Regions from separate parts of the Mus musculus genome. Here region 1 is linked to region 2. A link is a contact called in public Hi-C data. All regions are on one chromosome and are shown on one strand. The core of a region is the stretch at or near the end of the contact, and the rest is flanking DNA. Distances in the headings are between cores, read along the strand shown.

Evidence for each region. A called contact is a pair of places that touch in the nucleus more often than the background predicts.
Region 1: a contact with region 2 is called in a Hi-C map of cerebellum, with 2.6 times the contacts expected there. The contact joins two enhancer-like sites. A contact is called at or near these places in 1 of 39 promoter capture datasets (liver), 1 of 15 datasets of contacts at CTCF or cohesin (pro-B cells), 36 of 484 Hi-C or Micro-C datasets (adipose-derived mesenchymal stem cells, brain, cerebellar granule neurons and 21 more) and 10 of 115 datasets of contacts at active chromatin or transcription factors (SST interneurons, astrocytes, embryonic forebrain and 6 more).

The regions. Positions count from the first base shown.
Region 1 is chr2:161,509,060-161,515,620 of GRCm38.p6, forward strand. No RefSeq gene overlaps it. Among named protein-coding and RNA genes, the nearest start is that of Gm35374, 120 kb to the left of the region's middle. Within about 2 kb of position 3,097, at least 50 of the 459 cell types and tissues checked have an H3K27ac peak or open chromatin away from gene starts, as enhancers often do. A contact at or near this core is called in cerebellum and neural tube, where this site is marked.
Region 2 is chr2:161,212,382-161,219,259 of GRCm38.p6, forward strand. No RefSeq gene overlaps it. Among named protein-coding and RNA genes, the nearest start is that of Chd6, 110 kb to the left of the region's middle. Within about 2 kb of position 3,595, at least 10 of the 459 cell types and tissues checked have an H3K27ac peak or open chromatin away from gene starts, as enhancers often do. A contact at or near this core is called in cerebellum and neural tube, where this site is marked.

The sequences.
Region 1 (6,561 bases), core at 1,847-4,346, 300 kb after region 2:
TTCCGAGAGGGACCTAGAGGAAACCATTCTCCAAACTAAATGGCCTCCCAGCTGGGCCCTGATAGAGTCTAGGCATCTTTCTCGCTGCAGGGGGTGGAGACTGGCTGGACAGACTGTCCCCCAACAAGGCCTAATGAGCCCTAACACCCATTTCTAGAAGCTCCCTTCCTTTTTCTCTTTCTGCACAGGAGGCTCACAAGAATTCCCATACTTCTTCAGATTTAGTAAAACTTGGAGCAGGGGAACCTTCAGATAACCCAAAAGGCTAGTTCTTGAACAAGCCTCACCTTGGGAAGAGCTAAAGGGTCCCAATGCCCAGAGAGCTCCCAAGATTTAATAGAGTGGATCTGGGTACCTAGAACGAAGAAAAATTGATCCTATTCAGTAGCCTCTTTTCTGGATGATTCCAGTGAGGGAGATGATGTTGTACCAGGCCACATTGGAAGCCAGTAGCAGATTCTCTGGACTCTTAATTAGCTAGCTTTTTCTACTACCCAATACTGTGCTACCCTGCCTTTCAAACAGGCTGTGTGGATGGAATGAGATGACAGGAAGATAGAAAGGAGATTGACCCCACCCCAGCCTGACAATGTAATATGCTTAAGCGTGGGGCCTGAGAAGCATCATGTGGAATAGTCAACCTCAGGGAAGAGATGCTGGCATGCAGGATGCTGGTCCAAGGCTGAGAAGTGGGAGCGCCCAACAGGAAGGCCAGTATTCCATTCATCCAAAGCCCGTGAAATTGTCCTCTATGGCTATTTTGACCTCTGTTAATGGCAATTTTGTTGATCGGATATAATAAATCCAGCAGCAAGGGGGAGGGGATGACAAAGGACACCCAGAGACTGCTACAGGAGCAGAATGGAACTTAAGTGTGTCTCGATTAAAGTTCCTTAGCTCATATGCTCTGTTGCCTCAACCTGGGAGGTAGAAGACGGAACATACGAAGGAAGTAGAAACTTTCAAACATGAAAACTGAGGCCTGGGGGCTTCAGACCTGGGTGTTAGTACTTGGTTCTCTTGCACTTATTGTGGTGATGCTTCTGCTTTAGTGAGTAATGTTTGAACACTAATGAATTCTTTTAATTCTTGGAAAATGCAATAACACCTCTGTTTTCCTCTCCATAGAAGAAAGAGAGGTCTTCTTGATCTTGCAGAATCCTCTTTGTCCTCTTCTGATGGGAAATCTGATTGTCAACATGATTGACCCGAGGAACAACTAACATATTAATAATGGATAACTTTGGATATATCTGTGAAGGGCTTTCCAGAGACAGTGAGATGATGCGGGCTTTGAGCTGGGGAATATACCAGTCCTTTGATGGATTCATAATGTGCTGGCATTATTGGCAGGTGGGAATGGGTAAGAGTCAGGGATTATTAAAAGGGGTAGGTCACTGGACCTGTGCCATTGGGGGCTCTATCTTTCCCTGGCCCTTTTCTATATTCCCTTTCTCTGTTTTCTGTCACAATGACTGTTCTTCAGTACCAGGCCCTCTCTGTCATGATAGATTAAAACCTCTGAAAACACAAGACAGAATAAATCTTTCCTCTCTTAAGTCATTTATGCCAAGTATTTTGGTTGCGGCATATCCCTTAGTTCTTCTGATAGTCTAATAAAAGTAGTAATTCACATTTTCAAAAATTTACAGCTTTCCAAATATATTTGTTAGTTATGTAGTCTGAGACTTTTTACCTGATGAGATGGAAATTATTATTCTCAAGTTTTACATAGAGCAAGTCAGTCCCTAAGAGCCCTTAGGAAACGTACCCATCACAATAGATCTGTCACAGGAATTTAAGTTTTGTGATTCCTGGGCAAGAAGGACTTTCTAGTAGACGAGGCTGGAAATTACAAAGAGCAGGTAGGGATAATTTGAAAGGCTAGAGTTGTCCTTCATGGACCTGAGTCCCTTTTGTTTTATTACAAAAGATTGGTAGCTTTGTGTTATGGGATGGATAAGAGGGATTAATTAATACAAGTCAGGCAGCCCTCTATCTAGCCCATGATATAAAGTCTCTTTTCTCCTCTTCTTTCTAGTCAGTCTCTCTTCCCTTCCCTCCCTCTTTTTTCCTCCCTCCTTCCCCTTCCCTCCATTCTTCCCCCTTATCTCCCATCCTCCCTTTCTTTACTGCCTCTCTTTTTCTTCTTTCTTTCTGAAGTCTTGGGGAATACCGGAACCAATTCCCAGCTGTTAGTCCATCTCTCTAAAGGTTGGAAGCTACCATTCTGGGATGCTTAGGCGGGGTGGGGAGTGCATCTCTGGAGTGGGTCCTCATTGACTTGTAAAGTTGAGATCATCATAACTGGATCTCTTACATTATATGCATTTAATTCCCCTTCCTGTGACCTCTATGGAGGCTATTTCTTACATACAAAATACCTTAACCTCTTAAGCTACAACTTGTTTGATTTCTGGCTGGGGCCCACCTAGAAGCTCCACTTTTTCTGTTTTACTAAAGGCAGGCATACCTTGTAGGCTCTTCTCTTTCCTGTAGTGGGCCATGGTTTCTAGAAATTTTGTTTGATCGACTCTTTGGTAATCCATATTCCAGTGCAGAATACTACAATCTCATTTCATACTTTGTTATTAGCGCGTTCTCACGCCCGGCCAGGAAGAACACAACAGACCAGAATCTTCTGCGGCAAAACTTTATTGCTTACATCTTCAGGAGCAGGAGTGCAAAAACCCCAAACCCCAAAAACGAAAGCCCCCTTCTTACATCTTTAGGAGCCAGAGCTCCGGCGCGCCGGGGCGCAGAGCGCGCTCTATTGTTTACATCTTTAGGCAGCGAGAGAGCGCAGGGCGCGCAGAGCCAGAGAGATGCCAGCGAGAGAGAATGGCGGAAACCCCGTCCCCTTTTTTAGGAGCGTTATATTTCGCCTAGGACGCATCACTCCCTGATTGGCTGCAGCCCATGGCCGAGCTGACGTTCACGGGAAAGGCAGAGTACAAGTAGTCATAAAATACCCTTGGCACATGCGCAGATTATTTGTTTACCACTTAGAACACAGGATGTCAGCGCCATCTTGTGACGGCGAATGTGGGGGCGGCTCCCAACAATACTTCAGGCATCAGTGATCAACATCTGATTTCAGACCATTTGGACTGGACTTATATGAGTCAGTAGGACTACTTCCTGGTGAATTATGATTTTAAAAACATATTGCTTAAAAATTTCATACATGTCTGGATAAAATTTATGTATACAATGTATCTTGATCATATCTATCCCCTACTGTTCCCATCATCTCCCCTCAGGATTCCCTAATCACATCTCCCTCCCAATCTGCTGGCTTATTTACTTATTATTCTGTAACCCACTGAGTCTGATTTCTGCTGCCCATATGCCCATAGGCATTAGGGTCATCCACTGAGGCATGGCCAACCACCCAGTAGCCATAATCCTAAAGAAAATACTGACTTTGATACCTGAGCAGCCATCAGCTGCCAATAGTACTTTAGCTAGGGGTGGCACAACAGGAGTGTCTTCGTCTTCCATGTTGGAATTTTTAACTGGCGTGATCTTGTGCAGGTAATCACTGCCATTGTGAGTCCATATTTATAGCAGCCATGCCATGTCTGGAGAACAATCTTTTGAAGCCCTCCTCCCCATTCTCTGGCTCTTGAACCCTTTCTCTCTCTTCTGCAATGTTCCTGCAACTCGGCTGCTGGGGGTGGGTGTAGATCCAGATGGCCTTTCTACAGCTGAGCACTCACAGTTACACATACTCAGCACTTTGGAGAGCAGTCCATCCCTGCACTGCCACTCACCACCGCAAAGGCGGGAATAATACACACCCATGGGATATAAACACAAATATTTAGAAGCAGTTTGACCTGACCATTAGAAAAATAATAATATGTTCTCCCTTAAGACCTATGACTTCCCTAGCATTGGGTTTTGACTATGTTTATAGCACCAGTCATGAATCCTGTCCTGGAGATCAGGCCTCAAATCTAATCATGAGAGCAATTGTGACTTCTATAGGCAGCACAGTTTGCATCCTCAGACCCTGTGAGCATTCTGCGGTGCATGCTTCAGAGATAGGCCTTTCTCCTGGTATTGGCAGAGAATAAACTCTGATGCATTAATTTAAAATGTGGTTGCAATTATTAAATCTTCCAAGGAGTTTAGAATATGCCTCAATCTATTCAAAGAAAACACCTTCAGATGTTTCATTTCTCCAGTTGCAGTGGTAAGGAGAATTGGTCACATTTTTCTCTCAGTGAGAGTATATCCCTTGTGGCTCCCTTTGGCTCTTGTGGCCAGGCTACTGTCTTTCTGGTTCTGACAAGCAGGACAGGAATTGTCTTAGCACATTTCCCCTCTGTAGGGAGCCACAGTCTGTTAGGACATATGGTGACTCTCTGAGGAGCCTTTAGCTCATGCTTATTCAATGACCCTGGGGCAGCTTTAGTCATCTCTGGGGAATGGAATGCCAAAGCTGACTGGGTGTCCCTGTGGGCCTCTGTTGGAGGCATTAGTGATGGCTGATCACTCTCCAAGGCTACTCTCAGAAAGACAGATGGAGTCACCTCTGAGGAAGATTCTTCGCTTGGCTTCTTATTTTGCACAGAACCTGTTGGCTGTACCTTGTGGAGTGATGTGTAAGTCCTGGGGGAAGCTTTAATCATTTTTTTTTCAAGCCCACTAACAATATTAAAGTAAGTCTTAACTTACTTCTATCTTTGGTTTGCATATTCTCAACCAGGAAAGGCCATTTATTGACACTGGTTCAGATGCCTTCAGCAGTGAGCTGGGGATGTCTGTTCTCAAGTTGCTCAGAGAAGGGAGAAGGCCAAGAAAAGGAGGATAGACCAGAGATTTTTCTATTTTCATAGGGAGAGGGGCTGAGACTGGAGTTGGTGGCTAAATAAGGCTTGAATTTATCACACATGTTCTAATTGTATCACAGAGAGAATGTATTCATGTGCCACTTGTGTAATTAAAAGTCAGGACAAGGAATAATGTGAACATTTCAGTCTTAAATACTAGCATTAATGGATACATTGGATACAGCAAAACCCCCTCAATGAAATTAAACCCAGAAGGCAACAAAATTCTGATAAGGTAATTTATAAAAGACTTCCCCCTTCTAATTTTCCCCTGCCTTTGATCAATGGATACTTGACAACATAAAACAAGTTTTATTCAGATTATACATTGATAAATGTCAACACAGCTTTCTACCATTGAATGTGACAAGCGAGCTCCAAGGAATTGACTAAACTATATTCCTACAATGGTATTACATGGTTTTCATCATTGTAGCTCATTTAAAAATTATTTGGTGACTCTCACCTGTTCATTTGTTCAGATAATTTAAAAATTATTTTTAAAGATATCTACTAAAAGATTTATATGGGCTTGATTGAAGTCAAATTAAATATATATTACTAATCTTACGAGAACATGTTAGGATAGTCTTTCTGATTGAATCCAGGGGCAATGTAATGAGTTTGGCGACACTAAGACATTCATTCTGGAGAGGCCACTTTGATTGCTCTCCCAGCCAACAGCCAATGTTCACAGCTGCCACATTCATCTGTTATTTTTTGACAACTACCAGACATGATTTAAACCATTCAAAGATGACTTCTGACTTTACAGACACCTGATTGTATAACAGGGCCTAAGTAGCATGGTCCAATGAACTCCTTCTGAATTCCTGGGCTATACAGTCATGACTAAAATAAAAATGGTTGGGGCTAGTTTGTTACCCAGCATTCACTGTATTACCACTGCCTTAGTTTTACTTGCTGAAATTTCACTGGTTATACAGACATTAGTCAAAAATACCAAAATAAATAAATAAAGAAGAATAAGAATAAAAGACGTAATTATTCATGACTTCAGTAGAAATACCCTTAAATTTTTTTCATTCTTTGATATGTTTACTCTCTGGGCACTCTTTAGTAATATCTTCAAATGTTTAATGGTGAAGGATCACAAGATTTCTTTATCACATACAGAAGTTCTGGTGATTAGCTTCTAGATGTGATTGGCTTCCACGTGCTCATTCAGCGATCCATCAGTCACTCATTCTACTCCTGGACTGCCTACAACTTAAGCACTCCCTTGGTTGATGAGGCAGGGAAGGAAAATGCTGGAGGCTCTCTCACCAGGCAGGAAGCACATTCTGCCATAAAACTGGGACACATCAGTTCTACTTAAGCTCGTTGGCCAGGACTTGGCATCTGGCCTTAACTAGTAGGAATGACAGGAGGAAGAAACCGTGATCTTTCTCTTTGCTGGGTAAAGAAGTGAGCACAGGGGAACCCTTGCAGTGCCCAGGATTCATGAGTTTAACTCTTATTCTAACACAATGTCTGACCATTAGTACCTTGCTCAGACTATTTAATCAAGAATCAATATTAAATTTTGTGAAATGATTTTTCAATATTTATTAAGGCGATACTATGTCTTCTTCCTTTTCTTATAGACTCTTAATATTGAACTATTTTTAAATTTCTGGCATACAGTTAGACATGGTACATTGCCTTTAAAAGTCAGATGAATATGATCATTGAAATTTAGCAAAATGTTTTTCATTTA
Region 2 (6,878 bases), core at 2,345-4,844:
AGCAGTCGGGTGCTCTTACCCACTGAGCCATCTCACCAGCCCCAACGTGGAGATTCTTAATTTCATTTCACACGTGGTGAAATGGCTCAGGGAAGTGAATTTGGTGATTCATGCGGAGGCGGAGGCTGGGTTAGGCTCTACAGCTAGCTGGTTCCATCAGGAGGAGGTGAGCTCGAAGGCTCCTTTCAAGTCTGAATTTCTGCACCTATGAAGTCTCCCAGCTGGGCTGAGCTCTGACTCCATCCTCCCATCTATGGGCAGACTCAGGCTGAAACCTCACTGCCCACGGGCAGCCTCAGTTGCTTCCAGTACTGATCCAGTTCGCCTGAACGTCAGAGATAAGGTTTTCTTTAAAGAGCCTTTCCACTCTTCCCGCCCTGAGCAGGGCTCCATCCGGCTGCAGTTCTTGCCAGCACATAATTTAATTCCTCTTCAGCACAAAGACATGAGAAATCAATTGTGTGAGTGTATGTGTAAATGTAAATTCAAGTGTAGTGCCTGTTCCCAGTGTTGCATGGGGGTGGGGAGGCGAAAAGGAGCCCCATTAAGACTCGGGATGGAGAGAGAAGGTCAAGGCAAACTCTATGGTTCCCGCAATCAGCTCCTATCAGGCCCATCACTACAGTGTCTTGGGTATCCATGTTCTTTGGGTTTCTTGGGAGAGAATTCAGGCATAGTTTTTAGTTGAGTATTTTAATAGCCTTCTTTGACCCATTGTAGCACATCACGCTCCTTGACCCGTTATATCTATGTCTGTACTGGCACTTTCTCTTTGGCATTAGCATTTCAATAATCTCTTGGTTTATAACATCTCTTCGCTTGGACTATAAGTGCCATAACAGATAGTTCTCATGTTTGTTTTTCTTTTCCTGTATATCCACCACCTACAGGGCCTGGGATATAGTGGGCACTCCATTAATATTTATTAAGTGAATGAATGCTCTTGTTAGTTTAAAAAAAAAAGAGAAAAGCCATCTTGGAGTCCGAGGAAAGAGTTCAGCTGGTAAAGCGCCCGCTGTATAAACATGGGGACCTGAGCAGATCCCCAGCACACCTGTAAAGACCAAAGTGTGGACACTTTGCCCCTTCTTAGAATTGGGAACAAAACACCCATGGAAGGAGTTACTGAGACAAAGTTTGGAGCTGAGACAAAAGGATGGACCATCTAGAGACTGCCATATCCGGGGATCCATCCTATAATCAGCCTCCAAACGCTGACACCATTGTATACACTAGCAAGAGTTTGCTGAAAGGACCCAGATATAGCTGTCTCTTGTGAGACTATGCCGGGGCCTAGCAAACACAGAAGTGGATGCTCACAGTCAGCTATTGGATGGATCACAGGGCCCCCAATGGAGGAGCTAGAGAAAGTACCCAAGGAGCTAAAGGGGTCTGCAACCCTATAGGTGGAAAAACAATATGAACTAACCAGTACCCCAGAGCTCATGTCTCTAGCTGCATATGTATCAGAAGATGGCCTAGTTGGCCATCAGTAGAAAGAGAGGCCCATTAGTCGTGCAAACTTTATATGCCCCAGTACAGGGGAACGCCAGGGCCAAGAAGTGGGAGTGGGTGGGTAGGGGAGTGGGGAGGGGTATGGGGGACTTTTGGGATAGCATTGGAAATGTAAATGAAGAAAATACCTAATAAAAAAATCCAAGTGTGGGTCCATGCGTGGTGAAGTACACATGTAGAGGGGATGACACAAGAGGTCTCCAGGGGCTTGCTAGGTGGCCAGTCTTGTTGAACAATCGACTTCCAGGCTCAGTGAGAGATCACATCTCAAAACTAAGGTGGTAGTCAATAGAGGCAAACAGGCAACACCGTGTCTCCGTGGGCAGACAGTGGATGGCTTGTGAACTGTGACCTTTCTATAGTTTGGATCTGAACCAGCGCATATGCCAGGTAGAGCAATGTGTATTTCTCAGGGAAGTAGATTGTATTTTATTTTATTTTTTTGAGACAGGGTTTCTCTATGTAGCCCTGGCTGTTCTGGAGCTCATTCTGTAGACCAGACTGGCCTCGAACTCAGAAATTCGCCTGCTTCTGCCTCCCAAGTGCTGGGGTTAAAGGTGTGTGCCACCATGCCCTGCGGGAAGTAGAATTTTTGTTTTCTGTTTAATAGTAGTATTTTTGAGACAGAAAAGTTAGTCCTGGATGGTGTCAAATTAATAGCAATCTCCCTGCCTTAGTTTTTCAAGTTCTGGGATTATAGGTGTGTGCCACCAGGCCTGTCTGAATCGAGTTTTCTTGAAAATATCAAGGTTACACAGTGTTGCAACCACTCTGAATTGGGGCATTGATTTTTACTTTTTTTTCTATTTTTATAAAGGTTGAGAAGTGAGTGGACCAGATTGCAAAGCAGCCCGACAAGATATCCTTATTAAGATAAAATTGTGAATTTTCAGAAAGCACGGGTACACATCAGACAGCTGAAGGGACAGACGTAGACCCGTGGTGTTCTCAAAAGCGCCACAAGATGGCGCTGCTGCTGCTTCCCAGTCCCGACTACAGAGAAACTGCCAGCAGTGGCTGGAACAGTTAGTCAGAAGTTCTCTACAAGTTTGAAGTGATTACCCAGTGAACATATTTCTTAAGTAATCTTCAACTTTGGCTGCTGGAGAGCTCCTCACAATGAGGCCGTTTGAAACGGGCTCCGTATAAGCCTTGCTCTCTTGGTCATGTTTGTCAGAGTCTGGGACATCAAGCTTAAGGGAAGGAAAATGGCTGGCTGGTCAAACTGCCACAGGGACAAACTGCCGCAAAACACCAGCACCAGGAGTCCTTTTGCATCAAACTCTTGATTGTTCTTTCTGGCAGAAGCCAGACTTACGAGGTTTCCCCATCCTTCTTCCTAGGTCTTCTTCCAGGTATCCAGCTGGTCCCCCAGCAGTTGCAACATTGAAATTAGACTTGTTTGTGTGAGGCTCTGCCCGAAAGCTGCAGAGAAGCTAGTATTTAGACATGATGGCCCGGGCATGCGTGACTGCATGCATGCATGAATCCATCTGTCCATTTCAGGGCTCCAGGCAGTATGGTAGGAGCTGGAAAATACAGCAAACCTGATAGCTACCTATCTGAATTTGTGTGTGTGTGTCTGGCTCCTGACCTGGAATCTTGCTCGTGGTAGGGACTCCTTTCTTTTCAGCTCCCCCTTTGGTGTCTTTATGCTTGAATGGAGTCTCACAGTTTGATTATTTGAACTGTAACGTTCATGCGGCTTCTGGAAAAATCCCCAACAACCCTGTCTGCCTCTGATCACATCCTCTGGCGGACAAAACAAGCTGACCTGAGTCTGGGTGACGAACCAACCTTGCTTGACTGGCCCTGAGAATGGAGATAACCCTGGAAGGCAGAATACTACTTTTAAAACGAGGAGTGATGGCTTCCCAAGATGGGAGATTTTCAGCGCTACAATCCAACAAACCTGGGCAGATAGGGATGAGCGGATCACCTTGGGCCAGTTCTCTCTTACATCCCTGAGAGACCTGGCCTCTTTGTCTTTCTCCTCCTCAGTGTTTCTGAGGTCTGTGCTGCCCTTGGCACTCCTGGCAGTCCTTGTTTGTCCTGTGCTGGCCGGCTTTGAGGCTGACTGGTGGGAGGCTCAGTGTGGGAAGGAAGACATGGCTTAGCAGTGTTCACCTCGGACAGGCGCGGCTGTACCTCTCAGCCTCAGCTCCTTTTATTGTAAGATAGGTATAATTATCCCTGCCTCACGTTTGTTGAGAGGATCAGGAGAGATCATGCATACAAAGTGTCAGGTATGAACCTGAGCATGAGAGCATAGCCCGATGTCGATAATGCATTCAACAACAACAACAACAACAAATCCTGCACAGAATAGTGGCAGGAGGGAGAGGTTCAGGGCTGCAGAATCCAGGGCGAGTACCAAAATGGAGAGGCCAAACAGTATGGGTGTGGCTGGGCAAAACGGTGTGGGTGTGAGTAGGACTCTGGTCTCTCAGCAACCTAAGATGAAATAGATTTTACTCTGATGACAGCAGGGAATCACTGAGGGATTTAATGGCTCCATCAGTTTGGGTCGTCATCCCTAGCTGCTTTGTGGATGTAATTCTGGTCACGCAGTGCCTATAATTCCTGTACAGTAGCGGGAGGGGCACAGGGCAGTGCATGTGATCAAGATACATTGTATACCTGTATAGACCTGTCAGATAATAAACATGTTTATTAAACTAGGTACTTTGTTTCTTTGTATTTTTCCCTTACAACCTCCTCAATTCATTCACCTTTCCTTTCAACTGAGTTCTATTATTATTTAAATCAGGGTTGAAGGCCTTGACAGGAGGTGAGGGTTTTCAGGACCTACATCTCCAATAGATCCATTCCTGGTCTGTCAGTTTCATCCTAGCTGGGCTGTGGAATACTGGGTCTCAGGCTGCTAGCCGCTTGGACCAGTGACAGAGCCAGGAGAAGCTGAGTGCTCTGGTCCTAGGATCAGTCTCCTGATTTCTTGAGCTGCTCTTTCTGTATGGCAGGTGAGCTCTGAGCATCGGTGTTCTCTGTATTTCCATGTCCCTGACATCAGGTGCATTCTAGGGATTTATACTTGTCGCTGGCGCTGAGAACCACCGGTTTTGACTTCTATTATTTCCATCTTATGTAGGACTTGCTGTCCTTGCAAATCCCCATTCCCCTCCTCACTTAAGACTGTCAGTCTCTTGGAAAGGGTGTGTGTATGCATGCTCTTGGTTGGGAGAAAGATTGGGGGTAATGTGGGAGGGTATTACAGTACTTAGTAGAGCAAATTCACGGTTGGACCAGGTCTATAGAAGGGGTCTTAGTACAGTCCTGCTATACTAAGTCCAATCTCTGAGAGTCAGTCTACCATATGAGTCATAGGAGTCCAGATTTTCCCACAGGGCAACTTCTGGAGTACTTAGAAGTCCATGTTTGGGGTTGAGTCAATAGAGTGGCTGGCTGTTAAAAGTGAGGTGACTAGGTGACAGTTCAGGAGACAGTGGGGGGTTTTGTGTATTGTTTTTTTTGGTTCCCAGCTGCTTCCCCTTGACGTGATGCTGGAGTGATAACATCTGATCCCAAAGTCCTTTCACCTAATCCATTCCCAAGAGCCCTCAGATTCAATACCTTTGTTTTCTGAACCTAAGGAAAAGGTTGCAGGCTCAGCAGAGAATGAGAAAGAGGGAGGGAGAGGGAGAGGGAGAGGGAGAGAACACTTCTGCCACAACAGTGAGAATGAAGGGCGATGTAGCAGCCAAGTGTGCCCCCCCCCCCCAGGAATAGCAGGGGTCACTGTCACTGTGAAAACAGGAATGAGTCCCAAAGGGATCAAGGGAGTGCTATACAGAGTTTTCCCAGGGGATGGAAGGGACCTGGGGTGGCCTTTACTGAAGGAAAGAGAATGGACCACACAATGAATACGGGCTAGTTCTTCCCACAGAGTCTCTACCTGACTCCCATCAGCTAGCCTTTGGCCCCTTTGTGGGCTGCTGTGTACACATCTCTTAATCCATAGCTTTGCCCCTTGGCACATCTGGTATTACACATCAGTGGGGAAGCAGAAGTCGGTATGGGTCCCTCTGATTCCATGATAAGGATAACTAACCCCTGGAAGATTCCAATTTTTCCATCCTTAAAGTCCTTTAAAAATTTTAAATAACAATATTCCTGTATGTTTGCTCTGAGGATTAAACTAGACAAATACCACAATGTGTCTGGCTCAATGGCTGGCTTAGAGTGAGTTCCTCAGATTCTAGACCCTCTAAGCTCACCACTCCCAGAGTGGCCTCTGCGTCACACTTGGAATCACTTGCTGCACAGAGCCCCCAGTTGTCCCTCTGCTCTCTCCTGAAGAGCACCGCAAACTGTTTCCAGACTCACAGGTGCTATGAATGGTGCCGTGTCAGCAATAAATGGGAATGGCTGCCATCTGTGGTAAATTCACGTTGGAAATTGAATCCTGATCCTGCACAGTGAAGCTGAAGATGTCTGGGCCATTCTGTTCCGTCCGTATGCGTGGGTCAACAATGCTACCAGAGGGTCTTGTGGGAGTGGGTGGCTTCACTTCTCTTTTGCAGTATGGGGAAGAATGCAGAATTGTCCCTTGTGTCACAGGGGGATGCGGAAAGGAGGCCCTCGAGGAACGGGTTAATACGCTGATCTCAGACCCAACCTTCAATACTGTGAGGGATTACTGTCTCTTTTTTATAAATTACCTGGCCTCATGAATTATGTAATAATATTACTAGCACCAGACAGACTAAGGTAACATCTATTACTCTGAGTTAATGAGCTTGCTGTCCCTCCCTGCTGTAGCCAAGATTCTGCGCAGGGTAAATCAGAGAGCATGTACCATTGTTCTGCTTAAAAGGCATAACACAGTTCCAACTGCCCCCAGGTAGTGTTGACAATCTGAAGTGCGACACCCATGGTCTGGTTGCTGTCTGATCTCTCCCCATCACTCTCCCTCAGCACACTTTTGCTTGTCCCCCACAATCATTTGGGGTACACTGTGTCCAGTCTGAGATTATGATCTATGTGAACTCCCAGAACTCTTGAAAAAAAAAATAACTGGTTCAGTTTTTTGCTCAAATCAAGTAACTTTTGCTATCCTTAGAGCTGTCGCCTTGTATCAACTGACCATTCTGTTCCGTGCTTCAGGTGGGCTCAGCCTTGCCAGCACTGTGGGTGCACACCTGAGCTCCTTTTGCTCACTGTGATGCTATGGTCTGTCTCCCTGGTGCAAGGCTGCTGCTTTTCCGCCACACTGACTAGTGGCACAGTTGAAGTGTCATGTACTCGAATTTTTGCCTACACCCATGAATGAGACAGTAGAAATTAGTCTTTAGTGTCCCCAAGGTTTGAAAATTACAGATTTGACTACACATGTATAAAGCCTG